Regions from separate parts of the Mus musculus genome. Here all the other regions are linked to region 6. A link is a contact called in public HiCAR-type, HiChIP or PLAC-seq and promoter capture Hi-C data. All regions are on one chromosome and are shown on one strand. The core of a region is the stretch at or near the end of the contact, and the rest is flanking DNA. Distances in the headings are between cores, read along the strand shown.

Region 1 (3,384 bases), core at 345-2,844, 1.6 Mb before region 6:
CAGAGTCTCTCTACTTTGCTACATCCATTCCAGTAGTGACCCGCTTGACAGGCCCAAAAGCCTGGACACAGTCCCAAAGTGAAAAGTTCACAGAAAGGCCTGTCCGAGGCATTACTTGGTGTCTTCCCACCATCAGCTCTCAGAGCAATGGCTGTTTCCTCAGAAGTCACCCATCTCTTTCATCCCGGGTGACACTCCCCTGTTCCCCACTCTGTGAATGCCTGTCCTTCATGGCATTTACCCCAGCTCATTACAACAAGACATTCTCAAGCCAACTTCTTCTCACTAGGCTACAAGGGCAGAGCCTGTGTCTCCCATTGGAGAGAGTGAAAGTCCGAGAAGGCCCCTGTAGTCATAGAAAGGGAAACACAGTAACCAAATGAATACAAGAAAGGGGCTACTGAGCTGGCTCAGCCGGTACAGCTGCCTCCCTCTAAAGCTGAAAGCTGAGTTCAATTCTAGAGACCCGCACGCTTATCCTCTCACCTCTACTCTCACACTGTGGGCAACACAGATAACACAAACCGAGGCCCAGAGAGGGTGACTTGGCCAAGACAACACAGTAATTGAACGAGGAAACAGGCATATTCCAGTTTCTGTTTTACAAACCCATTTTGTACACACGCTCTCTCCGTTTTGTTTTCTGGCAATCCTGAGAACCGAACCAGTGACTCCGCGAATGTCAAGCAAATTCAAGCACTGTTCAGCATCCTGATGCTTTTTGTTTCTTTTGAGGCAGGGTTTCTCCGTTGTAGCCTTGGCTGTTCTAGCACTCCCTCTGTAGACCAGGCTGGCCTCGAATTCACAGAAATCCGCCTGCTTCTGCCTCCTGAGTTATGGGATTAAAGGCATGCGCTACCGCCAGCAGCTTCGGTGCTTTTAATTTGTCTGAGTCAAGGGCTAACTATATTGCCCACGCTGGCCTCGAACACAGGATCGTCAAAAAGCCTCAATAGCCAAGAAGCTCGGATTACGGGTGTGCACTACCTCGCCCGGCCCATTTACTCCCTTGTGTACACGTTGTCACCCAAGTCTGGTTTATAAGGATGCGAAGGAAAAAAACCCCGACATGAAGTTAAGTGTGCAAGGCCAAGGGTGAACCAGGCGATAGCCAGACTAGCAGTGGGACCGGTAGGGACACTGCCGGGCAGCCCGAGGGCCCAGTACCTTGTTGGCCAATTTCTTGTTCAGCTCCTCAGCAATGGAATCGTTGAGTTTCCGCTCAAACTGCCACGGGGGTATGCGCACGGTGTCCACCATCTCCACCAGCACGAACATCCTGCGCTAGGGCTCTGGAGACCGGAGAGGCTGCCAAGCACGGGGGCCTGCGAGCTGTGATGGGGTGGGGGGGACCCGAGCCTCCTCCGTCCCTTCTCAGCCTCTGACAAGCCAAACCTGCAGCCGAGCTGCGCGGGAGGGCCTGGGCTCCAATTCTGGAAGCTACGCTCGTCTCCCGGAGGAAACTGAGGCCCGCTCCCGCCAGCCTTGGAGGAGCGCCGGCTCCCCGTCCCCGGATGCCACCCTGGCCTCGTTCCGTCCGCACCACGCGCGGGAGCCACGCGCGTCCAGCAACGCTGCGCTTGCCAAACCAAATCAACTCAGCTTCCGGAAAACTGACCAATAAGAAGCATCTGCCCGCCCCTGCGGGTCGCAGAGCTTCGCGAGGCTCCCGTGAGGGGCGGGGCCGGAAGGTGGGCGGGGCCGCCAGCACTCTCCCGCAAGTGAGAGAAGAGGGGCGGGGTAGAGTGCCGAAAGGGCGGGGCCCCATCCTGAAGCAAGCCAACCCCGGGCCCCTGAGAGAGTCTGGTTGCTAGGCGACAAGTCTGCACTTCAAGCCTGATTGTCTTTCTTTTGCACAACAGCCAGATAGACCCTTTGAAAATACAAATTTAACACGTTCAAAATAGTCTTTACTCCAGACAAAGTACCCAAGAGAGTGGGCAGAAAAGGGTCGCCGGGCCTTCCTGGATGATGTCATTTTAAGTGGTGCATTTGATGGATATGCTCACCAAAGCTCAGCACACAAAGCTTAAACAGCTGAAACAGACTCACGCTTGTAATACCAGCGCAAGAGAGGGTGAGGCTGGACAATCACTGCAAGTTCAAGACCAGCCTGAGTTACCAAATGAGATCCTGTGGCCGGGCAGTGCTGGCGCACGCCTTTAATCCCAGCATTTGGGAGGCAGAGGCAGGCGAATTTCTGAATTCGAGGCCAGCTTGGTCTACAGAGTGAGTTCCAGGACAGCCAGGGCTACACAGAAAAACTCTGTCTCGAAAAACCAAAAAGAAACAAAAAACAAAAAACACAGATCAGCTACATAGTGAATTCAAGTCTAGCCTGAGGTACAAAAGACTTTTTGTTTGTTTGAGACTCTTTCTAAAAAGAAAAAGGGGGGTGCCTAACAATGATGGTGACACACGTCTTTAATCCTAGCACTTGGGAGGCAGAGGCAAACGGATCTCAGAGTTTGAGGCCAGCCCAGTCTACAGAGCAAGTTTCTGGACAACCAGGACTGAACAGAATAATCCTGTCTCAAAAAAACAAAATAGAAAAATTTTCTTGCTGCACACTTTTAATCCCAGCAGTTGGGAGGGGCAGAGACTGTCAAATTTCTGAGAGTTAAGACAAACCTGGTCTACCAAGAGAGTACAAGATAGTCAAGGCTATACAGAACACACTCCCTCCCCCACCCAAAAAAAAAATGAGGAGAAAAAAAATAAGGCATTTTGGGCTGGGCGTTGATGGCACACACCTTTCATCCAAACAATTAGAATGCAGAGGCAGGAGGATCTCTCTGAATTCGAATTTGAGGCCAGCCTGGTCTACAAAGCAAGCTGCAGGACAGACAGGGCTACACAGAGAAACCCAGTCTCATAACACATGTAAGACAACAGTGTGCCTTTCTAGAAACAAAGTATTTCAGGGAATTGACAGGAGAGGTAAGAATTGATTAGCAATGATCTTCATAATATCAGTAAGTAACTTGTTTTACATTTCTATGTATATGAAGTGTTTTGCCTGCATCTGTGTGTGTGTGTGTGTGTGTGTGTGTGTGAGAGAGAGAGAGAGAGAGAGAGAGAGAGAGAGAGAGAGAATCAGAAGAGAACCTCTGATCCCCAGGACCATTGAATTGTGAGCCACCATGTGGGTGTTGGGAATGGAATCCTGGAAATGACACACAGTGACACATCAGCTGGGTGAACGGTTATTATGTGGCCTTCTGGAAAGGAGGAGGTACAGGCTGGCAGCAGGAGGCAGCAACGCTGGTCAGTGTGAGGAGGTCCTAGGCGCTGAGAAGCTGGACAGCTTAGGCTCAGAGACAGAAACAGCCAAACCACAGCCTGAGGGCTTAGATATTAACTGCATGGGAAGCTGGAGAGGGG
Region 2 (3,296 bases), core at 177-2,676, 1.2 Mb before region 6:
TCGGGTCCTCCACACAGTCGATGTTACAGCGGAAGCGTTCCCAGGCCAGCCAGCCCATGGGTGGAGTCCGCAGTAGCCCATTCTCCAGCATCAGTACCTGAGCCACCAGGGCCAGTAAGAGCACTGAGGGGGAGGTGGATGGTGACTTGTAAATGGTTCCTACAGCACCCCACCCCCCAACCCCAGTCATCACCTCAACCCCTCCAGCCCTTCAGCCCTCCCCAGGTACAGGCCAGTAGGGTTAGAGTTGCCTCAGCCTGTGAGTGCAGTCTGGGGGGGGGGGTACATGGGGCAAAGTAATGTATTCAAAAAGCTGTTGCTACAGACTGGGAATCAATGGAACGGACCCCTGAAGTCATGTCCTTGATATACATGAGACCAGATGCCCTCTTCCCTCCCTCCCTACACAGAAATGACAGTTCATTGTGGACTCTGGGTTTCTGAGGCCTTGGAGTTTTTGCTCTCCACCTCAGAAAGCCTCAGAAGGGCCTAAAGGGGTTGGTCAGGGTGGACTTGTACCCAGCTGCTCACCTACACAAGCCCCTTCCTCTTGGCTTTCAGCTTCCTTATATATAAATTACCACACCCACATGACAGGGCTGCTACAGCCCGCCAGGATCGGGTAAGATAGGACCTATACACTGGAGCAGGGCTGAAAAAGGAAGTGGCCTCTTTGGAGGGGAAACGATTCTGAGGTGTGGGGCATCTCCTTGATTTTCCTGGCCCAGCTCCAAGGAGAGGCACACTTCTCCCCACATACCCCCATCAAGAAAGAGGAGGGCTGGGGCTTCCTCGCCACAGTCCTCCCCTGCAAAGCCACCTGAGTAGGTGAGGGTACCTGTCTTCTGCAACATTGCCTTGGAGTCAAATCTCAGGACCCACTCGAATCTGCTCTTAGCAGCTTTATATGCTGAACTGTGGAAGATAACAGATGTTATGTATCCCACCGGGCATAGTGGGACCCACCTTTAATCTCAGCACTCAGGAGGTAGAAGCAGGAGGATCTCTGAGTTCTGGGCCAGCCTGGTCCACATAGCCAGTTTCAGGCCAGCCAGGGCTACTAGGTAGAGAGACCCTATCTCCGAAAATAAAAGTTACGGATTCCACATTTGGTCCCAAGTCGCTTTCACTACCCTCACACACTCCTTCCCTACCCTTTACTTCCCGGAATCTAAGCTCTTCTTTTAGAACTACAAATAGTCTAGGACACTTTGCCCAAGAGCGGTTGTGACTGGTTCTAGGAATACCAGGAAGAAGGAAGGCTATAGGCCATGTCCGGTTCCAGGTCCCCGTGTGGGTTCAGATTCTCGGTTCTTAAACATCGCAGGCCCAGGGTCCCCCTTGATTCTTACCCTCGCGCTCGCTCAGTCCGCGGTAAGCCGTGAAAGCCCCCGTGGCGGCCGCTTGTACCTATAGCGACCCGGGAGGCGGAATGTCACGGGACAACCCTTCTTGAGCAACCAATCAGAATCCCCTAGCAACGCCGTGCCCTCCCTCTATGCCCCAGCTCCCAGCCTCCAAAAGCTCCGCCCATCTAAGCTCGCGTTCTGCGCGTTCCCGAGGCGCGCTCCCGTGGGAAGTCGGCTTGGGCGCCCTGTGCGCGCGCCGCTGTGCCTCGGGTCTGGTTGGAGTCCTCCGTCCTCCGCCCCAGAGGGCGGGGGTGGTGGCCCGCACTGCCCGTGCTCAGTAAGTAGCTGTGCAGTGAATTCCTACAGAGGGCGATACCTTGCTCTTTTTTTGTTTGTTTGTTTGTTTGTTTGTTTGTTTTATTTTGTTTTGTTTCTTCGAGACAGGGTTTCTCTGTGTCCTGGAACTCATTCTCTAGACGAGGTTGGCCTCGAACTCAGAAATCCACCTGAAACCTTGCTCTTAACCACTCGAAAACGGTAGTGAAAGAGGCTGGGTGGGGTTTCAGCTCTCGAAAGGTCAGGAGGCTGCCCCCTCCACCTGACACCCAAGGGGTTGTTCGCCCACCCACTCCCCAAATGTATTTATTCATTACTTATTCATATGTTAAACACAGGCTAGGTGCCAACCACTATTTCTGGATGCCTTTACACCGATGATGATCATAGCTGTCCCCTCTCCGAATCTGTGCCATTTTCCTCCTATCAGGTAATGGCAAACCGACTTCTCTGCCAATCTTTTCTCTCAGCCTTTACATGCAATTGTCCAAAAATTGATTCCTGCCTTTAAATTCCACCTCTCATCCCACCCAGTAACGCTGGCCTCATTACATATTGCCTGGATGATTCGGAGACAGCCCTCAAGGGCCTCCTTTGTCCACCTTACTTCTCCAAGGCAGCCAAGGCAAACCTGAAAACTCAGCTCTGTGGGCTGGTAAGATGGCTCAGTGGTTAAGAGCACTTAGTGCTCTGGCAGAGCACGAGGGTCCGTCTCCAGACTCACATGCCAGGGGATCTGATGCCCTCTTCTGAACTCTGAGGCCACCAGGCATTCACATGGTGCACATACAGGCAGATAATCGGGCACACACTTAACCTAAAAAAACGAACCCAACCCAGCCCTGGTCTTGTCTCTCTGAAGTCTGTGTGATGGCTACTCTCTTAGTTTGGGGAAATGGTGTTTCTAAACCCCACCCTCTACCTTTTGACCCTATTCCCTGCCGTCATCTTCCTCATTGCCCTCCTTGTGGCCCCTCAAACACAGCCTTTGAACCAGCTGTGCCTTCTGCTTAGAATGCACTTCTAGATATGGGCATAGCCGACACCCTCATTTCCCTTAATTATATGTCCAAGTGAGGTCTACTCTGCCCATTCTTCTATTTAAAAACGGCAAGCTCTCCCCTCCCTCCTCAGGAAACTCATGCTGTATTCTCCCCTTACCCACCCTCCCGCGACCTTCACCTTGTAACACATTTACTCTAGTGGATACTACTAGTTGAAGAAAAGTTAGTGAACATTGCAGCCACCAACCACCACACTCCCCCCTTAAAACATCCAGCAAAATGTAGGGTATGCTTGTTTACATTGTGAGGTCAGGGAGGAGACCTCAGAGCGGACAGCTGAGACCTAAATGTCAAGGAGCTCTAAGTGGGGGTAGGGTGAGAGGGGAGGGCCGGCTGGGCTTCAGGAACTGCAAAGCAAGGGTTGAGGTGGGAATCCACAAAGCCCGTGGGCAGGCAGGCAGGCATTTGAACACAGTTGCATTCAGGGCGACTACGGGAATCCTGGTCTCCTATCTTATTAGTGCTTTCCCCGCAGCCTTCCCTGCAAGCCTATGGACAGACTCCAGGTAGAGCCTCAGGACCACAAGTGGACTGCAGACCTGCGTTG
Region 3 (2,987 bases), core at 159-2,658, 1.1 Mb after region 6:
CAGCTGCTCCAGGGATGGAGAGCACCCACCCGGGACATAGGACTAGCCACAAGGCTAGTGCTATGGAGCAATGACAGCCCTCCCCTCCCCTCCGCTCCCCTCCCCTCCCCTCCCCCCAGCCATGCTGACCACCACTGTACACCTGAGTGAGCAGTTTCTACACCCCCACCTGAATGCCGCATCCTCCCAGACCTGGGTTCCTTGACTTGGTTCAGAAAGCTGGTGCCTGTTGTTTGGAGACTGGAAAATTCATCTGCTGTTGACCCCCAAGTCAGGTCCTCACTGGGGCCATTGACTGAATGAAGGAGGTAGGAGCAGCCCAGCCCTTCCCTGCCCTGGCTGCCATTTCACAATAGGTTGAGTGGCCTTCGGCTCTGTGAGAGTTCTTGCGAACAAGGAGTTGTCTGTTTGATCCTTGCCTCCTAAGACAGGCATGTGGGGGTGTCCAGTACACAGTGGCTGGTTAGGAAATGCTGATGGTGGGAGTTGAACCATGACTCTACTCTCCTGCAAGTCACCTGGGGCTGTGCTTGGAAGTGGCAGGCAAAACGAGTGGGACTCCCAGATCTTGCTTGAAGGAGGCTGTGTGTCAGGAGCTGGGGTGTCAGGGGCACTGTGTGTTCGTGAGCCTTGGTCCAGCCTGCCATGTTCTGGTGGCAGAACCCGGGAGAGATTATTTTGCCCTGGGTGCCCCCACAACATTCCCAGCAGGTAGAATTCAAATTTGCCTCAATGCCCCAGGGCTGTCCTGTCCTAGGATCATTTTGCCTTGTGCCTAAGTCACCAGGATTGAGGAGACACTCTGACTTCTACCATACAAGGGGATCTGGGATTCAGGGGGTGCCACTGTCCTCCATTCCTTCAACTCTCGGTGCAACAACCCCTCTGGCCAGTCAATCATCCAAGGTACCGGCCTGAGAGGACCCTAGTCCCTGGCCCCTCCCCCGAGAAAAGGCTCTAGGACAGCCTGGTCATGCTAAACTCAGGTGGGGTGGGGCTGATGGCTGAGGCACCCGGCAGAAAGCTTTGATCCGCAGTGGGCGGAGCCTGTGTCCACGTGAAGGGGTCTGGATAGATCTCTGTGGGCACAGCCTTTCCTCCTGGGATGGGTGTCTGGAGAGGGAGTGAGTTCAAGAGACGTTAATGGGAGCCTATGAGTCCCTGTGCATGGTGTGTGTGTGACCACAGGGTTGGTTGGGTGCCGGGTGGACAGTTGGGATTGAACTGCTCTGTGGCTCCTGTGTGGTGGCTTCCGAAGGGAAGAAGGGAGGTGGCTGAGAGCAAAGGAGCCAGCCCCTTGAGCTGGCCCTTTGGCCGCAGAGGGCTCCAAGACGCCGGCCCCGCCCTCCCAACAGGAGACCACGCCCACTATGGCCCCGCCCAGGCTGGAGGCCCCGCCCCCGGCCTGCTTTTGCGCTCCGAGCGCTCCACGCTGAGCCGCCGCGAGCCATGGTTCACAGGGCCCCGCGCTGGGAGTGCTGCCCCGGGCGGGGGCGCAGGACCCGGGCGGGACCCCACGGGGTCGCCGGGCTTGCTGCTAGCCGCCGACTATCGTCGTAGGGGACGCGGGGGCGCGTGTGGGCCGGGGTGAGCATGAGGACTCTCCGCAGGTTGAAGTTCATGAGTTCGCCCAGCCTCAGTGACCTGGGCAAGAGGGAGCCGGGCGCGGCGGGTACGGACGAGCGGGGCACGCAGCAGCGCCGGGCCTGCGCCAACGCCACCTGGAACAGGTAAGGCGCGCAGCCCGGAGCGGCGTGGCCGGAGACCGCACCGCGCCACTTTGCGCGCAGCTCGCCCCGCCGCCGGGCCGTGCGCGGGGAGGGAAGTGAGTGCAACGTGTCAGCGGCTAGAGCCCACGATCGCTCCCCGGGGGTGGGTGGGTGGGTGGGCGGCCGGGGAGCAGGAGGCCTCTGAGCCCCCACTTCGCAGGGGCGCACTTGAACCTCGCGGGCCCCCGGCGGGGCGCCGCTGCACTTCCTGTATGCGTGTCGGGCCCTCGGCGCGGGGTGGGCGGTGGCTTTCCCTGAGTTGGACCCCGGGCCTCCCAGCTGTCCGCGGGGGTGCGCCAGCTGCCAGACATTCCTTACCGGACCCTTCCGGAGGCCCATCCAGGACCAGCCGGGCGTGGGAAGCCCCTCCCCCAGCTGTGTTCTCAACCAGTCACAGATAGTTCTTTTAGCCATAGTTCCCCGGTGGGTCTCCTCTTGGCCCTTAAGGAAAAATTAAAAAAAAAAAAAAGTATTTCCATCCAAAGTAAAACACGGATTGAGGGAGGTTTGTGGATGCTGGCTCTCCACTCCACCCCTCCACCTGGCAGAGAAATCCTGCCAGGTTCTTCACCCTCTGTGGTCTGCCACTAGGGACACGGCTGTCACTTGGACACATGTCTTCTGTTCATCTAGTCTGAGAGCAATCGGGGGGGGGGGGCACCCGGCTGCCAGCAGGGACCCTAAGTTCCTCCACTAAGCTGCAGCCTGCCTGAGAGCTGAGACTACCTACCTTAGTTTCCCTCTCTGCTGGGCCTACACCGGTCTCCTCATTGGGCTGGGAGCAGAACTGTGAGAGAAGGAAGACTCCTTTTCCCCAGAACTGCTCAACCACTCTCTTCGTCCCCTTCCTTGTCTCTGGCCAGGGTTTAGTGGAGCCATGCTGACTTTTGGCTCAGATTTCAACTCCACTCCTCTGTTGTGTGGCCCTAGGCAGTTGGTTTTCCACTTCTGGTCCTCAGTTTCTTTATTAATAATATGGGTGAGTGACTGTTGTTGGAGTAAATGTGAAGATGTGTAATCAGGCTGTGAGCATGAGTTCTGGCACACAGTAGGTCTACCCTGTAACTCAGAACTCAAGTCTAGGAACATTCAGAGAGTAGTGTCTCGGAAGTTACTAGAAGCAATTTTGTGGGGACCCTTTCACCCCATCTGGGGGCCTCTGGCTCAGAGGGCTTTGATGGCGCCACGTGCCACCAGTCATGGCTGTGAGAAGGTTTA
Region 4 (3,051 bases), core at 366-2,865, 1.4 Mb after region 6:
AATTCAGAGATCTGCCTCTGTACTGGGATTTAATCAAGTACTGGGATTAAAATGAGCACCACTATGACCAGCCAGTTTTGTATTTTTATTTATTTTTGGGAGAGGGTCTAAGTTGCTCAGGCACGCTCAACATAGATTTGAATTTTATCTGTGGCCCAGAATAGGCCTTAAAGTTTTGATTCTCCTGCCTCAACTGTCTGAATAGCTGTGATTGTGGGTCTGGTCTGTATTAATGAGGATCTTCTTGTTACTCTGGCTGGCCTGGGCTGATCCTCTTGCCTCAGCCTTCCAGTAACTGTGACTTTAGTTGAAAATGCCCATGACCTGACTGACTTCAGATACTTAAATTATCTCTGGAGTACTTATAGCACTAAATATGACGTTAACGACATAGCTGAAATGTGTAGAGAATGACAAGAAAAATACCTTGCATGTATTTAACACAAATTTTCAGAAGACACTTCATTGGCAGTCAGTTGAATCAAGAACAAATGTGTGCATTAAATGCGATCTGGCTTTTTCTCTTTCACTCTGCTGGATCTGGGGGAACTGAATTTAGGGCTTTCCTCGTGCTAGCCAAGTACTCTACCACCGTGCCAGCTAGTCTCCTTTTGCAGTTCTTGCAGATCGATGGATGAAACACCCTGAAAATAAGGGACTTGACTTCTCCCTTGGAACCCCCTTTGTCCTCTCTCAAAAGTTTGGAACTATTGCTCTAGAAATGCTAGTTTCTCTGAGACCCGTTTCCGGATGGTTAAGGATGGGTCTGACATTCTGGTTCACATTCTCGTTAAAACTCAAGCAGAAGAATTAGACCAACCGGAATCCCTTCTTAAACAACTGAACCGCTTTAGAGTGCTGTAGTCAGCTAAAAGCACACAAAACACGAGTCCTGGTCCAGGACGCATACGGTTCGTCCCGCAGCTGAATCCCTCCGGGGACTTCATCTCCTGTGGGCCCTAGCTGGTCCTGCAGCTTGGGGCAAATTTACAGCTCCCAACGAGGAAATCTGTGGACATCTATCATAAAGCAGCAATTGGGGCAGGTGACCTTTAGAGTCCGTCCCGCAGGGCTCTCCAGCCCCATGTCGGGAAGAGCTACCACAAGCTTCCAAGTCTCCGCAGACTGAGATCCACCCTCCCCAAGGCCCGTCCACGTGAGAATCACGTTGCACCCGCCTCGTGCTCCCCCCAGATCCACGGCCAGTCTCCTCAGCCACCCACCACACCATCGGAGGCCTCCAAAGTCACTGACCACAACGCCTCCCGCTAGTGTCTCGGCAGCGATTGGCGCGCGAACCTCCTCAAACTGGGACGGCGGCCGACACGTGACCAACGTGCTTAACCCGCGTTTGACAGTGGCTTTGGCTCCCGGCCCGCTGCCCGCGCTCCCTGTGCGCACGCGCGAGCTCCAATGGTCCTCCCGGCGACTGTTTCTAGGGCGGGCTTGCGCATGCGCCGCGCGACCCAAGTGGCCCTCAGGAGAAGGGGCCGGCGGCGGAGGCTCCGACGCGCATGCGCAGTAGCTGGATGCGGGCGTCGCTTGCCTCTTCCCCCTCCCCCTCTCTTTTCCCTCCGATTGGTTCGGAGGCGTCCATTCGAGTTACAAGATGGCGGCCCCGGGCGCTCTCTTCACCGTTCTGTAGCAGCTTCGGGCTGAGCGGATGTCTCTTCTTGTCCTCAGTGTCGGACTCAGAGACACACGGCTCCCGAGTTCTGCTGATCACGAAGTTCCCGGAGGCGCTCGACGCACCGGAATCTCCCAGCGGCCGCGACCGCCGCCTCGGCCCTGCTCGCCGCGGCGCCGGGACTCCAGCGTGATCGGCGGCGGCAGTCAAGGTAGGTGAGGGCCGGGCAGGCCAGGAGGGCGGGGCGGCGGCCGCCTTGGCGACGCGGCGGGCTGTTTGTGAAGCCGGACCGGGCCGGGCCTGCCGGGCGAGCCGCCTGGCAGTGGAAGGCTCGGCTGAGCGCGGGCCTCGGCCCCAGCGGAGGTAGGCGGCGGTGGCAGGGCCGCCCTGGCCCAACCCTGGCTGGCCTTCGCCCCTTACATGTCGTCTCCCCGGCTGTTCGGTCCCCCGGTGCCCTCACCGAGTTTCCAGGCCGTTGGTCACCCGGGTTCGTCCAGGGCCACTTTTGAGGTTTGGGCTTTTCCGGGGCGTTATAGTGACCTCGATCGGCTCCTGGTGTTTTCCTGTGAAAGTCATCTCTTGACCGCAGAGTTGTGCGGGTGCGCACACCGCAGGAAGCGGCCCGATCGTGAATAATTCACACACACACACACACACACACACACACACCATCACCATCCCCTGTCAACACACACACACACCCCGTCCCCCGGCAACTTCCTAGCTTCATATCTTAAAAGCATTTCGTGGAGCCATTTTACCCACAAACGCAGACATTTGGCAAAGTCTTCCGGGCAGCTGTTGTAAGTCATTTATTACAGGGATTAAATTTCCCCGGTAACATATTGGTAGAAGCTTATCTAGTACGTACGAGACCCTGGATCCTGTCCCCACCGCTTTAAAAGAAAAATAAAACAGAAAAGCTTTAATAACAACAATAATAGCTGGCAGATAAGTCTCAAGTGCCAGGCCTTGTTCCAGATAATTTGCAGAGTTGTGTTTAACTATGGAATGTGAAATAAGTAGGTATTTGGTGCTTTAAAAAAAAAAGTATGTATCTCCTATGTTGGCCTTGAACTTGTTCTATGGCTTAGACTGGCCTCAAACTGTCATCCTGCTTCAGCCTCCCTCTACCATCACCCGGGTTGGTGAAATGTGTTTTAAAAGTTTAGCCTATAGTAGTAGTTACTTTTCCCTCTACAGCTTTTGAGTTTTGGAGTAAAAATAGGGGTTATTTTTGTTACTATTTTGACAGGACACTTCCTCTGTTTGAGGCACTCTTCTAAGCTATGCCATCTTAGTTTTCATAGCAGTCCCTCTGTCCCACAGATAATCATTCGCCAAACCCGATTGCCCAGGCTCGCTCAGCTTGTCCTGGAAGCTAGCAATAGCATCTTGTATTTTCTCAAATAAGTAATGCCTCG
Region 5 (3,010 bases), core at 454-2,953, 1.2 Mb before region 6:
CATCAGCGTGAACTTGCGAACTGTGCCCTAGAGCTTAGAAATCACACACGGAACTGGCAGTCTGAAACCGGGCAAGCTATAGCAGTATAAAAGCCTAACACAGAGCACAGAAGCTGGTGACCCACTTTAGTCACTGTCAACACTTGGAAAACATTCCATTCACTTTCTCTTGAAACATTGTGTTCCATTAAGAATTACTCCAAAACCTTTAGTTCAGCTGCTCTGCTGTTCTCCTTGGGAGCCCCAAGGCAACTCTTTCTAGCTCCTTCAGACAGTCCCTGCAGGAAAAACCTCCGACCCTTCACACCCTCAGAGCTGGGGGGTGGGTGGGCAGTAACACTTTCAAAACTTCAGGGCTAAATACACACGGTAGTTTACTTGTAAGCAGCAGGATTGCATCAAGTTCAAGGCCAGCCTGAGCTACGGTATGGAATCTGGTTTAAACCCACGAAACCAACAGCTGGGAAGGAAAGCAAATCTCTAGAATAGTCTGTTAGTTAACATAGGCAAGAACTGTAGGACACTTGGTGCGAGGAATGCTTGGCTGTTTACAGAGAGAATACTCCAGTGTCTGCTGCTGCCCTGACACCCACAAGAACTGGGTGGGCTGCTGGGTAGGGACAGCCATGATAGAGTACAAGGTATTAACTGTACATTCTAGTTGGTGATAGAAAAAAAAAGGGAATTTCTACACTGAACATACAAGGAATTTCACTCCCTTTTTTTCTATCCTTCCTTCCTTCCTTCCTTCCTTCCTTCCTTCCTTCCTTCCTTCCTGTTTTGAGACAGAGTCTCACTATGTAGCTTTGGCTGTTTTGGAACTCACTATGTAGACATGTAGACCAGACTGTCATAGAAACTCACAGAGATCCTCCTGCTCCTGCTTCCCATGTGCTGGGATTTTGTGCCCAGCTCAGTGTAGATTTTTTTTCCTAATTAAATGGGGGTGGATCCTCTAAGCCAATCACTGACAACAACATCCCAGTTCCAGGGGGTGCAGCAGAGTTTGTGAGGTCCAGGGTCCACTCACCGTCCCCACCCTCTTTTCCCCACCTTCGCTGAGCCCCAAAGGGCAAAAAGAGAGGTCTTCGGAGAGAGGTCTGGTTTGCTTAGGTACCGCCTGTCCCTGATAAGGCTAGAATGCACGCCAAAGGGCAGGTTATGCAAAGGTCCAGGGTCAGGCTCCACTCTGCTTACTATAGGACAGAGATTCTCAGCCCTGCGGCCTGGCTACAGGCGGGTTCCCAGGCTCTGTGTCTTAGGGGATGAGCCCTTCAAAACCTGCCCTCTATCAGACTCTAGGAGGTTCTAGCATCTTAGCCTCAGCTTGGGACAATGGAAAACAGTTTACTCGGAGGCCCTTGGAGGTTCCCCTCTGCCCACTCCAGCCCCGCCCAGGGGGAGGGACTGCTACGCTCCAGTGCCAAGGTAGCCCCAGCGCAGGGGTTGGGGTGGGGGCCCGCCTCGCACCCCTTGTACAGCGAATGGGCAGACCCGCAACCCTGCAACCCTTGCCTTTACCGGTGCGTTCTGAAACTCAGCCGAGGAGAGGCAAGAGGTGTCTGGAGCCTCGCAGGAACAGGAGGAGTAGGAGCTCGAGGAAAAAGGGCAACTCAGGAGGATTCACTCTGAGGTGGAGGGGGAGTTGTGAGGAGCAGCAACTCTGAAGAGGAGGGCACGTTCTGACGGGGAGGAGGAAGAGGAGGAGGCGGGAGAGGAATGGGGTTGGGGGGGGGGGGAGAAGAGGAGGCGGGGGAGGAGGGGAAGGAGGCGGAGCAACTCTGAGGAGGATGATACATTCTGGGGAGGAGGCTTCCACTCTGAGCATGAGGGGGACACTCTGAGGAGGCGGATCCACTCCCGGGAGGTGAGACCGATTTGAGGAGGAGGAGGAGGAGGAGGAGGAGGAGGAGGAGGAGGAGGAGGAGGAGGAGGAGGAGGAGGAGGAGGAGGGGGGGCCTTCCTGGGAGGAGGCACTGCAACGAGGAGGCGGGGCTCTGAGTAGGAGGCTTCAGCCCTGACAGGTCCAAGGTCAAAACCTTGCTATCTCCCCCAGCACCCAGAGAGCCCCCTGGGACTTAGCTTGTGCTCCCAGAGGGATTAGGGACCACAGTGAGCGACAGATGGTTCTTGTGGACACTGAAGACAGAGGGAACTGCAGTGAGAATGTAAAAAGCAGTCATTCATTCACCCTTTACACACACGGGGATCATGCTGAGATTAAGAGTTAATTTTTCATCAGTGACCACAGAGACCGGAAGACCACACACAGGATAACACACGCACATCCTGAAGAACATCATCCACATGTTCTTTGTTAAGAATAAAGAAATGTCCTTCGGGAATTAAGTAGTAAGCAGGTCATTTCCAGATAAATGTAGAAGGTCATTGGTGTCAGTGGACTTAGCATACAGGGCGCAGTAGAGGGAGTTCTCCATGCTGAAACGAAGTGATGCTAGCCAGTTAACTCACAGCCATAGAAGAAATGAGCACAGGGCGCAGTAACAACGCGGTAAAAGTGCTAGCGTGCTTCGGGTTGTAAGGCCTTTCTTTTTGTCTGTATGCCTGAAAACCGATGCATAGAACACCAGTTACAAGTCTGTCTTCATGAGTACAAAACATATAAACATGCTATCTGTGGCAAAGATAGTATAGCGGGGAAGGGTGAGAGACTAGACGAGATGTCCTGTGTCTGTATACTACAGAAGGTAACTTGTTATTCAAATAAGGTTTTTGTAAGTTTAAGGTGTTGTTTTATGCCTGGCAGCTCACTGGTCAGCTATCCTGGGATATGTAATGTGGCAGTAACAGCAAGGGAGACCCTGCCTTAACAAGGAGGGAGATGAGAACGGAATCCCAGATGTTGTCCTTTGACCTCTCTAGATGGCATCTCCCCCAACTCCATGTACACACCCTAACAATAAGTTTTAAAAGATGCTGATTTAATCCCCAAAGTAAATAATGGGAATCAAATAAAATAAAAAAAAATAAAACAAATAAAAAAAAATAA
Region 6 (2,991 bases), core at 137-2,636:
CCTAGACAAAATGAGCCACTGAGAGGGAAGATGCTTCAGTTAGTTTTCTGTTTCTATCACTGAATGACATACTGGGCCATTTATATAGAGTACAAGTTACCGTCCTCAGGGTTGTAAAGTTCAAGGTCAGAAGCTGCATCTCACAAGAGCCTCCTTGCTGGTGGAGACTCTCTACAGAATCCAAGGGATGTAGGGCTTCATCTGACAAGAGGGGCCCTATCCGAGAACCTGCACTGGCTGGCTTTGATACCAGACCTACACTCAGGATAACCGATGGATCTATTCCTGAATGAATCGTGAATGGATAGGGGCCACACCGTGAATCCTTGGGACATAGTCACCTCAAGGTCCACCTGGTCCCACTTGGTTTCACCTCTTGATTCTTCACAACGGGGACTAAATTTCCACCATAGATCCCCTCCCCCAGCTCCCTCTCCCCCTTCCCGGTGACAGTCAATCCTTTGCAAATACACAATAGGACGTGAAACCTATCCAGGAGGCAGACAAGGGTACGCCAGAGGGGCGCAGAGAGACTGAAAAGCTGTAGGCACGTACAAGGCATGTAGAGCCGTTGCCGCAGGGATTGGCAAGGCTGCAGAGGTGTGCTGAGAGATGTCTCAATCAGACCGCCTTCGGCTGCTGTGCTGCTGGTTAAGAACAGGAAGCCCGGGACTGGGACGATACCTTAGTGGGTCGCATGCTCACCTTTACCTTGCAGACACCAGGATCTGAGTTTCATTTCCAGAACCTGTGTTAAAACCCTGGGTATAGTAGTACACAGTTATAATCCCAGGGCCCAGGAGGTTGAAACAGGCAGATTGGTGGGGCTCCTTGCCCAGCCAGCCTACTCTAATTGACTCACAGGAAGAGGTTGAGGGCTGCCAGCAAGTGGGTGTGGCCAGGCATAGCGCCTAGGGCCTTACTAACACAAGAGGCAGAAAGCGGTTAGTTTTGTTTTCCTTTATTTTGGGCAGTGCTGGGGATTGAAACTCAGGGGCCTTTGCGTGCACAGAAAGTACTCCACAATGGAACTATATCCCAAGTCCCTCATTAAAACAAACAAACAAATAAACAAACAAACAAAAAACACAAAATACGGATAAGATGATAGGTAGAATTCAGCCAGGCACAGTGGGGGGGGGGGGGGGAATATAATACGCAGCTCAGACTGACTGCGAGCTCACTGTCATCCTCCTGTCTCGGTGTGAAATACAAACATGTGCCACCTCTGTGGCATTCGTTGTCTGCCTGTCTGCGATGCATCTCTCCCCTCTGTGTCCAGGCCCACGATGAGGAGAGAAAAAAAGAGGGGTGCCTGGTTGAGGGCGGGCCTGGGAAGGCAGGGTGCCTCCGGGTGCGGCGCAGGGCGGGGCGGGGCGAGGCGGGGTCAGCGGCTACCAACCTCTGTGCGCAGTGTCCTTCACGGAACAACCAGCGACTGCGTGAGCGGGGCTGTGGGTACGTGAGACCCTGACGGCGGGGAGCCAAAAGGGAAACTGAGGCCAGGTCCAAGCGGGAGGGACTCCTCCCGAGGATGTGCTGCTGAGGCTGAGGGTGTTTGGCCTTTGGGGACAGCGGCCAATGTCCTGTGCCTACCTCGGTGAGGCAGGAGTTGGCTGCTGCAGCTGGAGGCAGCTGGGCGGGAAGAGGAGATAGCCTCTGGCTGCTGGGAATCCTGCTTCCCCTGCAGAGGAGTTCTGGGATCCGTGGGAAACCGAGACTATGCAAAGCCCAGGAGCCAGGATTTGAGCGGCAGCTGCCTAAGCCTGCTTTGAGATCAAAGCCTGCATGTGTGGTGTGGACGCTTCTCCTGCGTAGTGATTTGTGAACTTGGGTACTGCGTGTGTGTGCCTGGCCGTCTCAGGGCTGAGACCCGCCAGCGTCTAGAAACTCTTGATAGTGGTAGGTACCTGAGGGGTGAGGCCGACAGACAGCAGGCTTGCTTTTTAAGCTTTTCTCTGATCGGAGTTTTCGGCTTCTGTTTGTGTTCCCCTTGTTAGGGGGTTGTGCAAGCGGCGCCTTGAAAGCCAGTTTTGTTTGATAAAGTTGCCACTCCGCCACGCCATTTCCCCACACCCCAGACCTCATGGTGACCAGTTCCTGCCGGTCCTAACTGACCTGTTGCTGGCGCGATGATTACTTTCAGAATGAGAAAAGCTGGCAAAAGGTATAAGGAGGATTTGCAAGTTCGTTAAAAACAAAAAGTCCTAAAATTCCTCGGGACAGAAACGGCTTTGCTGGAAGGAAAGCTCAAGGATGGGAGGAGCTTCACGCAGTGGACGGAAGAGGGCGTGGCCGGCTCCCTTCTGTTTCTGGGTCATAGTCTCTAGGGAAGCCCCAGGGCAACAGGTACCCCAGGCCCATTGGCTCTGACCTAGCTTCACAGATAGCAGCCTAGGAGAAGGAGGGCTCAGGCATCCTTTCTGGCTGTCCTACTAAGAGGTGGGGCCCGAAGCTCTATGGAGTGATGGTGCTAAGTATGGAGAGGGCGATGCTGTTGGCCTGTGTCCATCAGACACTGAGAAGAGAGACAGCCTGTGGACCTGATCCTTGCCCAGGGCATTGTATCCCAAGGGAAGGTGACCGAGAGTGGCCGAGTGTCATTGTGGATGTAGAGATACCAACCTGGAATGTTCTACAGTTTCCCCATCAGTTTCTTTCTTTCTTTCTTTCTTTCTTTCCTTTCTTTCCTTCTTTTTTTTTTAAAGATTTATTTATTTATTATATGTAAGTACACTGTAGCTGTCTTCAAACACCAGAAGAGGGCATCCGATCTCATTACAGATGGTTGTGAGCCACTGTATGGTTGCTGGGATTTGAACTCAGGACATCTGGAAGAGCAGTCAGTGCTCTTAACCCCTGAGCCATCTCTCCAGCCCCATATCAGTTTCTTTACCTGGAAGGTGACACTAGCAATAAACCCTTTCTGGGGACTGTGGATCAAAGAGAGGTGGCTGACCCCTGCCCTGTGGCTGCTGTGGGGAGTACATG
Region 7 (3,350 bases), core at 215-2,714, 1.4 Mb before region 6:
AGGCAAGGTTTCACACACACAAAAAAAATTCAGGCCACTCTGGACAGCTTCCCCAACCCCACCTAGAAACCCTGTCTCTTGCTCAGTTCTTTGCTATTTCTTGTCCCCCAGCAGAGGCGCCTCTCCCAGTAAATCTCTCCTGTGAGACTTGTTGTGATGTGACTTTGTGGGTATTCCCAGGCGCCTGATTGCCAGGATCTTTTTCCCTCTCAGAGCTGCAATACCTTCACTGGAGACCCTTTCCCCCTCAGAGCCTGCTGGAACACTTCATCCCAGAAGTTAAGAGCTGTTTGCTTGCCACGGAAATCAAATAAATGTGACAATGACAACTGTGGTCTTGTGCTGTTTTAAAGATGACAAACCAGGCTTATCAGCAAACAGTTGCTTAGCCAGCCCAGGAGCAGGAAGTGGCTTATTGGATATGCAGGTCTCCCCACAGAGCCTTCAGCTCTGACCCCCTAAGAACAACTGCCTCAGACTCACAAGAAGCTCTTCCTATGTATGCCATGAAAACCTTCTTCCTCTCAGTATACACTTAGGTCCTTTCTCAGATGTCCATTCCAGCATTTCTTTTTTTTAACGATGCCCTGATATTCTACTGTTTGGAGGTAATTTATGTACCTGATGCCTTACTGTGTTACTGTTTTCCCGTTAGAGAACTTTGTGATGAATGTCTTTGAATACATGTACTTAATAGCATTCCTCGGAACACTAATCTTTTTGTTTCTTCGGATAAGTTCTTGGAAGCGTGCACCTTTGTGTGCAGTGTGACCGACTACCTGTAAGATGATGCAGTGAGGTGACTGCAGGAGTGGGGCCTCACCTGGAGAGACCATTGAACAAATGACCTTGTCTGAAGGCCTTAGAATGATCGAGGTTTCCCAAAATTGAGGGCCAGTTGTAAAATGTTCACAATACTCAGGTGATCTCAAGACCCTGTTAAGTCTCGGATGGGATAAGTGTGACTTAGGGTCTGGATAGCCTATCCCAGAATGTTAGGGTACTATGATTCTACCCAGAGCTAGGGGGAGGGAAGAGGCAACTGGGGAGATGACGTAATGTGCTCCTAGAGTAAAGGGGGCGGTGGTAGAAGGTAGCGCCGGACAGCGGTGCGTTAACCCTTCTATTTCCGGGCTCTCGACAAAGTTGCTCCTGGAGCTGATCCAACGGAAAAGTAGCGGCTCCTTTAAGCCAGAAGAAGGCTGGGACGAGGACCCGGCGGCTACTCTCCGCTGGCGCTTGGATGCCGTGAGGGGCGGAGTCCCGCTATGCAAATCTGAGCTGCTGATCGATGACGCACCATCACCCCATGAGCCGCTTCGCGCGCCGATTGGCTAATGCAAGCCTGGTCCCATTGACAACAAACTTGGGGGTGCGGAGGCTCGGGGCGGGGCTGCAGTGGGCGCGGCCCGGGGCGGGGGAATTCTGCCCCGCCCCTTCCGTGGAGTCGGGGCGCAGCTCAAACATGGCGGCGGTTGGCACGGGGCGGTGAGGCGGTACCAGGTGGGGGCTGTCGGGTGTCATGGGCGGTGGCGGCGGTACCGCCTCCGCGTCTCCCTGAGCTGGACCTCACGGGGGACTCTGCGCCAAGCTGGGCGATGGATGAGAGCAGCGAGCTGGGCGTTCTGGAGACCATGGAGACCCTCACGGAGCTGGGCGATGAGCTGACTCTCGGGGACATCGACGGTGAGTGGCGGCGGCTGGGTGGGAGTGCGGGGGGCGCGCGGGGAGGAAGGGGTTACGGCGGCGCTCGCGGGTGCGCGTGCGCCCACCCCGCGATCGCCCCGGCGTGCGCGGGAAGGAACCCGCGGGGGCCGGGCTGCCCGGGAGGTTCCCAGTTCTTCTGGCTCCAGAGTCTGAGCCCGGGTCGTGACGCAGGGCTCCCGGTGGCTGAGGAGTCGTGGGCGCCGCGGGGCCCGAAGCGGGGCTGGGGGCGTCGCGAGTGCCGCCAGAGGAGAAAGCGAGGCGGCTGCCTCCCTCGCGCGCCCACACGCGCTCTGGTTTGTCCGGTCTTCGCCGGCGTCCCGCGTCGCACCTGTCACTCCCTGCCTGGCCACTGGAGCGGCTTCGGGATTTCCCGGACTGCGCTCCCGGGCTCGGCTCCCCCACGCCCCCGCTCTTTTCGGGATTGACTGACAGCCGGGTCTGCGGGCGCTCTGGAAAACTTTGGGCAACAGCTGCAAAAAGCAAGTTACTGATGGAGTGGACAGAGACCGCAGAGTGCGGCGGCCTTGGATGGAGACCCGGGCGCTCCTGCTGTCGCACTGCAAAGGGAGTTGAGCAGCAAGAATTTTGAGTTGTGGCCCCTCGGGTACAGACTAGGGAGCTGGTGGCCTTTGTTTCGGCGGCCTTAACAGCGAAGTGGAAGAACTGGTAGGAGCCCAGGGAACCTCTCTTAAAATTCTCTCACTTTTCAGCCACGGGAAGGAAGGTTTGGAGAGGGTCCCAGACTTGCCCGCGGTCATCATGCTGGTTAACAAAGCCCAGTTCTTTCTGTTTCTGAGCCACTATTAGTTTCTTTCCACTCCACCTTTAAGAAAAATAGGCTAGTAATTAAGTCATTCTCAGTAGTCAGGGCTCTTCTGAAGTTCTCAGTCCCAAATACTTTGCGTTAGTTCATTTATTCAATCCCGCTGAATTGGGTATCGCTCAGTTTTGCCGGAGGTGTCGTTTAAGGTCACTTACTTTAGAGAGTCCAGAACTCCTAGGCAGTGACTCAGTTTATGGAATGTTACTACACCTAGAATCTAGAACCTTGCAGGCAGATGTGATGGCCACATCCTCGCTTCGCAGGCGAAGAAGCAGGTAGAAGGTTCTCTCGTGGAGAAAGGAGTGACAACAGTTGTTTAAAGAAGGTGTTGGCCAGGTGCCTGTTTTGCTTTTGTAGCATTTTGTAGCATTTTTCCCTTAGGGTTCGCCCTTACTTCTCATTTTGGTCATCCAGACAGTGTGACAAGCCCGTGTATTGGAAGTTCCACTTTTAACCACAGATTCTTCCACCAAGGATCGCTAAACACTAAGATAGGTTAACGAATGGGAGGGGTTACTCCTTGGAACGTGGGAGTGGCTAAAGTGTTTTGAGCACCCAGGTACAAGATAAAAGTGTTAAGCACTCACACAGGTTCCCAATACTTATCACAGCCCTGTCAGATAAAGATGGATGTCAGACTGGCCATCTCCCCTCACCGTTGTTGGGACTGAAGCCCAGCGCTGTTCATTAGCATACCCAGGGTTCCCTAGTCAGTAAGGATGTCTAAAACTGCCTGCCAGCAGGTACAAGAGAAAATTCATCTTGGTCTTTTTTTTTTTTTTTTTTTTTTTGTACTTACATTTTATAATGATCTTTATTT

Evidence for each region. Promoter capture Hi-C pulls out the DNA fragments that hold promoters and counts their contacts. HiCAR-type assays count read pairs that join an accessible place to other places. HiChIP or PLAC-seq counts read pairs in DNA pulled down with a chosen protein or histone mark.
Region 1: a HiCAR-type map of astrocytes shows a contact between it and region 6, with 3 times the contacts expected there. The contact joins the promoter of Polr3h here to the promoter of Tspo in region 6.
Region 2: a contact with region 6 is called in an H3K27ac HiChIP or PLAC-seq map of double positive thymocytes, with 5 times the contacts expected there. The contact joins the promoter of Naga here to the promoter of Tspo in region 6. A contact is called at or near these places in 5 of 39 promoter capture datasets (the 3T3-L1 cell line, the HPC-7 cell line, HPC-7-derived erythroid cells and 2 more), 3 of 484 Hi-C or Micro-C datasets (LSK cells, myeloid progenitors and peritoneal macrophages), 8 of 115 datasets of contacts at active chromatin or transcription factors (T-cell acute lymphoblastic leukemia, cardiomyocytes, double positive thymocytes and 5 more) and 4 of 9 other capture datasets (adipose tissue, embryonic stem cells, liver and 1 more).
Region 3: a contact with region 6 is called in a promoter capture Hi-C map of hippocampal neurons, with 4 times the contacts expected there. The contact joins the promoter of Prr5 here to the promoter of Tspo in region 6. A contact is called at or near these places in 2 of 39 promoter capture datasets (hippocampal neurons and liver) and 1 of 115 datasets of contacts at active chromatin or transcription factors (kidney).
Region 4: an H3K27ac HiChIP or PLAC-seq map of bone marrow-derived dendritic cells shows a contact between it and region 6, with 5 times the contacts expected there. The contact joins the promoter of Nup50 here to the promoter of Tspo in region 6. A contact is called at or near these places in 3 of 39 promoter capture datasets (3T3-L1-derived adipocytes, erythroid cells and liver), 1 of 484 Hi-C or Micro-C datasets (B cells), 3 of 115 datasets of contacts at active chromatin or transcription factors (bone marrow-derived dendritic cells, embryonic stem cells and pancreatic cancer cells) and 1 of 9 other capture datasets (liver).
Region 5: a promoter capture Hi-C map of hippocampal neurons shows a contact between it and region 6, with 4 times the contacts expected there. The contact joins the promoter of Cyp2d22 here to the promoter of Tspo in region 6. A contact is called at or near these places in 2 of 39 promoter capture datasets (hippocampal neurons and pre-B cells), 1 of 115 datasets of contacts at active chromatin or transcription factors (astrocytes) and 1 of 9 other capture datasets (adipose tissue).
Region 7: an H3K27ac HiChIP or PLAC-seq map of bone marrow-derived dendritic cells shows a contact between it and region 6, with 4 times the contacts expected there. The contact joins the promoter of Srebf2 here to the promoter of Tspo in region 6. A contact is called at or near these places in 7 of 39 promoter capture datasets (the 3T3-L1 cell line, the C10 cell line, erythroid cells and 4 more) and 4 of 115 datasets of contacts at active chromatin or transcription factors (astrocytes, bone marrow-derived dendritic cells, large pre-B cells and 1 more).

What each region holds. Positions count from the first base shown.
Region 1 is chr15:81,924,619-81,928,002 of GRCm38.p6, forward strand. It overlaps Polr3h (polymerase (RNA) III (DNA directed) polypeptide H), which reads right to left and starts at 1,595. Exons shown (of 6, transcript NM_030229.4): 1 at 1,168-1,595. The coding sequence starts at 1,278.
Region 2 is chr15:82,337,400-82,340,695 of GRCm38.p6, forward strand. It overlaps Naga (N-acetyl galactosaminidase, alpha), which reads right to left and starts at 1,427. Exons shown (of 10, transcript NM_008669.4): 1 at 1,353-1,427; 2 at 839-915; 3 at 1-123. The coding sequence starts at 854. It also overlaps a transcript of Pheta2 not described here.
Region 3 is chr15:84,679,590-84,682,576 of GRCm38.p6, forward strand. Prr5 (proline rich 5 (renal)) reads left to right here and starts at 1,409. Exons shown (of 8, transcript NM_146061.4): 1 at 1,409-1,730. The coding sequence starts at 1,594.
Region 4 is chr15:84,921,813-84,924,863 of GRCm38.p6, forward strand. Nup50 (nucleoporin 50) reads left to right here and starts at 1,616. Exons shown (of 8, transcript NM_016714.2): 1 at 1,616-1,838.
Region 5 is chr15:82,378,557-82,381,566 of GRCm38.p6, forward strand. It overlaps Cyp2d22 (cytochrome P450, family 2, subfamily d, polypeptide 22), which reads right to left and starts at 1,704. Exons shown (of 10, transcript NM_019823.4): 1 at 1,522-1,704.
Region 6 is chr15:83,562,187-83,565,177 of GRCm38.p6, forward strand. It overlaps Tspo (translocator protein), which reads left to right and starts at 1,387. Exons shown (of 4, transcript NM_009775.4): 1 at 1,387-1,458.
Region 7 is chr15:82,145,805-82,149,154 of GRCm38.p6, forward strand. Srebf2 (sterol regulatory element binding factor 2) reads left to right here and starts at 1,465. Exons shown (of 19, transcript NM_033218.1): 1 at 1,465-1,686. The coding sequence starts at 1,599.